Regions from separate parts of the Triticum aestivum genome. Here region 1 is linked to region 2. A link is a contact called in public Hi-C data. All regions are on one chromosome and are shown on one strand. The core of a region is the stretch at or near the end of the contact, and the rest is flanking DNA. Distances in the headings are between cores, read along the strand shown.

Evidence for each region. Hi-C and Micro-C count contacts between places; a contact is called where the count stands out from the background.
Region 1: a Hi-C map of leaf shows a contact between it and region 2, with 3 times the contacts expected there. The contact joins the promoter of LOC123060964 here to the promoter of LOC123056883 in region 2. A contact is called at or near these places in 2 of 5 Hi-C or Micro-C datasets (both in leaf).

The regions. Positions count from the first base shown.
Region 1 is chr3A:204,611,713-204,614,584 of IWGSC CS RefSeq v2.1, reverse strand. LOC123060964 (ABC transporter F family member 4) reads left to right here and starts at 1,607. Exons shown (of 3, transcript XM_044483834.1): 1 at 1,607-2,872. The coding sequence starts at 1,667.
Region 2 is chr3A:203,644,517-203,647,417 of IWGSC CS RefSeq v2.1, reverse strand. It overlaps LOC123056883, which reads right to left and starts at 1,349. Exons shown (of 2, transcript XM_044480119.1): 1 at 1,135-1,349; 2 at 321-959. The coding sequence starts at 1,230. The coding sequence ends at 321.

The DNA of each region.
Region 1 (2,872 bases), core at 358-2,857, 970 kb before region 2:
TAGACATCGACCAATCCACAACATACTTCAGGCCCTTTGCAACAATGTTTGGGTCCTCATGGCATTGCTCGCAGCAAGCCACATAGGCGTGGAAGTAGTCGTCCCATGGTTTGCAGCTGTTGCCTTCCCTGAATTGCAACACCCACAATGCCCCATGAAGCACCGAGTGGTCACCCACTACCTCCCCTTGCAGCACGCACATCTAAGTTGAAGCGCCGCACCCTGGCCTTGCGACTTCGCCGGAGCTATGGTGCGGCTTGCAGAAGCGCGACACCTTGACCTGTCGGCTTGTAGAAACACCATATACGTGCTTGATATCGAGGCAGGGGAAGGGATTATATCGCCTCACCGTTGGCCTTGCAACATGCGAGAAGAGCTTCGACGAGTTGTGTTGTCGGCTTGCAATGTCGTGGCCATGCAGACGCCGATCAGAGCTCACAGGAGTTATCAAAGTGGCTTGCAGCGGCCGCACTTGTGCTTCATCTGGAGGCAGAGGAAATAGATTGTAGCATTGTGCGTTGGTCCCTCGAGCAGGATGACTAGAGTTCATCAGAGTTGCGATGTTGACTTTGCAGTAGCAGCACGAGTGCTTGATCTAAAGACGAAAAAGGGAGATGGGAGAGAGACAAAGAGAGGAGATGAAGACGATGCGGGTGCGAGTGATGCTTGTTCAGATGGGGTGTCGCGCGTGGGGCTGGATGTAGGGATGGCAATGAGTACCCATTACCCATGTATCTGACAGGTAAAAACCCTATTAGGATAAGGGTATGAGACAGAAAGTTACCCATGAGTATATAAATAGGAATTCTCAAATCCACCGGGTAGAGCGGGTATGGGCATGAGATCGTATAACCCACACCCGTATACCTAATGTACCCATATAAAATCTCACAAGTATGACCAAGTTACCTCTACACTTTGTCATCAGTTTATGAACTTAAAATGTACAACTACGTGTTGTTTGTTTATTGTTGTTTTGATATGTTTTTCTGTATGAGAAAGTAATGTTGTTTATTGGAATGTGTTGTTTTTTATGATGTGATGTTTTTTATAAGTATATACTCCTTTTATGATGTGTTGGTGTGCGTAAATTATGATTATATGTTGTTTAGGACTATGTGCCGCTCAAATTGATGCTTTGCAAACATGGGTATTTGTATCCGTGGGTACCTGACTACTCTGTCGGGTGACGAATATAGAAAAAAAATTGTATGTTTTGACGCGTATAGATATGAATGATGGGTAAGCTGAAGGACGGGTAAATGTTTGGGGTGGTTTCACCCATATCACAACCCGATCAACGCGTGCACATGATCAATCAGTTGCGTTTAATTATTATTTTTATTCCATACTTTTCTCCTTTTTCGAGGGAATTTCCGTATTTATTTTATCAAATCCTATATATTTTAAAATTTTGGTTTTAATCAGGCTTGGTCCAAAATCTGAGCCCGGGCTGCCCGTACCCGACGGGGTCGACCCAATTAAAATGTTCGGCCTGTCTCAGAAAAAGAGCTAAAATGTTCGGCCTAGTGGGCCTGGAAAAGTTTCTTCAGTGGCATTTTCGTAGTTTTTTGCGGTTCTGGCAAAAGCTCCAAAAGCTCAAACCCCTCTCTCCTCCCCCCACGAAATTCGAAATTTCCCCACTTTCACTCCCCCAAACCCCCAAATGGCCGCTCCGCCGCCGGTGCTCACCCTGGCGGTGGAGAAGGGTCCGCGCAAGGGAGAGATCTGCCAGTGCAGCGCTGGATCCGTGCTCCGTGTCGGGCGCGTCATCAAAGGCAACCACTTTGCCGTGCGCGATAAGGGCGCGTCGCAGCAACATCTCTCCATCGAGTTCCTCCCGCCGCCCGCCGCCGGATGGGTCGCCTCCGATCTGGGATCCTCCAACGGCTCCTTCCTCAACGATGTGCCCCTCGAGCCCTTTGTTCCCACCCCGCTTTCCCATGGGAACCTGATCAAGATCGGCGAGTCCACCGTGCTCGCCGTGTCCATCCCCTCCAATTCGGATCTGAGCACCGCCACCGCTGCCGACCCCGGAACTAGGTGCTCCTCGCGCTATGCGGCAGAGACGGCGGCGGTGGAGGAGGAGAAGCCCCCTGCGGCGACCCGCCGGGGCACACGGAAGAAGGCAGCGGTGGCGGCGATCCCCGAGGTGGAGAATGAAGTGCCGGACGCGGCGGTAGTGGTAGTGGAGGAGGAGAAGCCCCGCCGGGGCGGACGTAGGAAGGTGGCTGCAGTGGCTCCCCCTGAACAGACGGAAGAGGGGGAGAAGGAGGCCCCGGTGGGGAGGCGCCGTGGTGGACGGAAGAAGGCCGCGGAGCCCTCTGAACCGGAGAAGGGAGAGGAGAAGGAGGAGGCCCCGCTGGCGCCGCCTGTTGGCGGGCGGAAGAAGACCACAGCAGCTGCTGAGCCGGAGAAAGGAGACGAGGAGGAGGAAGAGGGGAAGAAGGAGGCCCCGAAGGGGAGGCGCCGTGGTGGACGGAAGAAGGCCGCGGAGCCCTCTGAACCGGAGAAGGAGGAGGCCCCGCTGGCGCCGCGTGCTGGCGGGCGGAAGAAGACCACAGCAGCTGCTGAGTCGGAGAAAGGAGATGAGGAGGAGGAAGCCCTGCTGGTGACGCGGAAGGAGGATACGGAGCCTCCTGAACTGGAGAAGGAAGACGATGTGGAGGCCCAGATGATTACACGCCGTGGGAGGAAGAAGAATGCTCCGACGGTCGCCCCTCCACCACAGCCTCTGAAGACGGGGTCCAGAGGGGGCCAGGGAAGGTTCACAAGAGCGGCTAGTACAAGGAAGGCCGTTCTAGAGGACGAGGAAGTGGAGGAAGAGGAGGAACATGAGGTGGCTGCGCCTAGAGATCAGCCTGGCAATCTG
Region 2 (2,901 bases), core at 100-2,599:
TCCTCGCTGCAAGTTATTTGCGCTAACCACTACACCATCACGGCGCTTGGGTATAGCGACTTCCTTTATTATATTTCTATACATATAGGAAATGTCCTATGTGTTCCTTTTTTTTCTTTTCATTTTTGGTTCCTGTTTATTTTCTTAAATTCATGAACTTTTCTAAAATAAAAGTTTTTTTAAAATAGTTGATGAACTTTTTCAATTTCGATGAACCTTTTTCAAGTTCGATGAGTTTTTTTTCAAAAACATCAAACGGCACCAAGTATATATATATAGCTCCTATTGATCATAAATGGTTGAGACAAAAGATGCATCTCCTAGGGAAGACCAGAATACGTGGGAAGAATAGAGTGCGGCGTGAGAGCGGTCACCGCCGGGGTACCATGTTCCTCCATGCTATACACATGCTCCACATCCTCGGTTGCAGCAATCATCACATTCGTTCCCCCAGCCTCCGGGTCCGGCCGGTAGAACATCACCACGTCGGTGGAGAGCGTCACGGACTCAGGTAACGCATGTTCGTGTATAATCGGGGGGTTTACGGCCCAAGTCCCATCCAGCGCCGCCGCCGTCAGCCTGCCCCACATCTCCAACCGCGACCATGGTAACGGCAAGACGTTTTTTGGGCCTTGGTCGTCAAGCTCGGGCAGCGACCAGAACAGCGCGCGGTAAGGACCGCCGTCGTAAAAGGACGGCGTTCCCGCCTCCGGATGTCCGCAGGTGAAGGGGAGCTGTTGGTCGGCGTCAACGGTGGCGCTGTGCTCGGAGCCACTTTGCGAGGACGGCCGGATGTGCACTATGAGCTCATCGCCGACGCATTCCGGCACAAAGACGTGGCCTTCGGGCACCGGGATGAACCTCCATGGCTTGTGTGGTTCCGCTGATTCGTCTCGCTGATCAGGTATCGGTGCATCCTCCGGCTCCGGGTCATCACAAATGCTGGGAAACTCGTGATCCTGCCATGAGGTGATCACGATTCACGAGCGAAGCAAACTCAAAGTAAGTGTACAACCAAGCAACGGTGGAAGCAGTATGCGTGCTGTGCTAAAGTCATCACGTACACTGACTTTCTGATGTCTTCCTTTGTCTGTAAAAAACTAAAAATTAGAGGGAACAGCGTGGTATCCTTACCATGGTTACACCTTGCGATGGCTGGAGATCATCTTCCGCTGCGATGTTGAATTCAGAATTTGGCGTGCCGTCGGCTTTGGTGACTTTGTTGGTCATCAGCTTTATTTCATCGGAAGTAGGTGGCGTTTGGTTCAAAGGATAACCATCCAGGGAATAGGGATAGCCAGTTTTAGAGGGGATACCACTCGTTTGGTTTGTGAGCGAAGATGGCTGAGGATAACCAGATACCTGGGAATATTCCATCAAAAGCTGGCTGAGGGGAGCCGCGAAATTATGGCGGATGGTGGCAACCACCCACGCGCGATGCCCTGGAGATATCATTCTTCAGACTAGTATTTTTGCATCTAGCTGTGACATGACATGGCAAGATCGACTTCGAATTGGCCATTAGATACATCTTCTAATCTGCTGATGTATAGCTTGTATTTTTTTGTCAGATTGGAGTGTACGCATTTGGTTGTACAGATGGATATGTTTGGACCATGAAGTTACAAATCCAATGCATTTTTTCTATAGTGTCGTTGACCATTCAAATATATATATATATATGTTTTAATTCTAAAAAAATTGATATATATGTTTTGTATAATTAGTTTATATTTACAAAAAAGAACTCAAATTATAAGATATCCATCTTCCATCCTTCTTACCAAACATAAAATTGGTTACCCTTAACCACCTCTCAATTTGCAACCAAACACGAGAATAAGGATATCCCCAACCACGTGGTTAGGTATATCCTTAGCCAGCTAACCTTGCCCACGAACCAAACGCCCCCGTATTGGACAACATACTTGCTATGTTGTTCATCATCTCGATGTGGTGTTTTTCTTGGTTCTCTAAATACAGGCAACCGATCACAAATTTAGTAAGATGGCGATCTTCAAAAAACAGCTATTGCACCTTGCTGCGTTAATTAATTGTATATATGTTGGCGTAATATGCAATAATTTGGATATACAATTGATGGATTTAACGTAGAATAATGATTAATTTCTGGCTCGACGCTTACGGATAATTTGCTCCATGCGCGCGAGCTTCGCCTCCGTGTTGTGGAGGTGCACCGCGAGGTCCCTGCTGGTGGTGAAGGACGAGAGAAGGACCGCCGCGTGAAGGCACAACGCGACGGCGAGCGCCACGTGTTTGGCTCTTCGGCCAATGGTAACGATGAGAAGGTGGCGCCAGCGGGCGTCGGAGGCACCCACCAATCGATGTCCAGCGAGCAGGTTGGCCACGACGGTGGCGAGTAGACCTGGCCATCCTCCGGGCCGGGCCAGGCTTCGGGCCGGGCCTGACCAAGCCCAAGGTAGAAAACTCAGGCCCGAGCCCAGCCCGGCCGTCGGGCCTAGTTTTCAGGCCCGAGCCCGACCCATCACAGCAAAAAACACGTCGGGCCTCGGGCCTCAGGCCAGGCCTCTTCAGTAAATGGCATAAACAGCAGGCCCAGGCCCGGCCCGACCTAGTCCTCGGGCTCAAAACCTAGGCCCAGGCCCGGCCCGGGAGCAGGGTTGGGCCAGGCTTTTTCGGGCCGGGCTGTTCGGGCCGGGCGGCCCATGGCCAGGACTAGTGGCGAGGCAGGCGGCGAGCAGCCCGGCGTTGTCCATGAGCGCGCTTGTACGATCAGCCCGATGCGTAGAGACGACCGATGTCAGGCTCCTGGGCTGCTTTTACCGGCTGGTTTCTTTACTTGCCGGATGAATTACGATCGAACTCCTCCTATTCGTCCGACCGGCTAAATTATGATCTGCCACAACAACGACTCTTTTT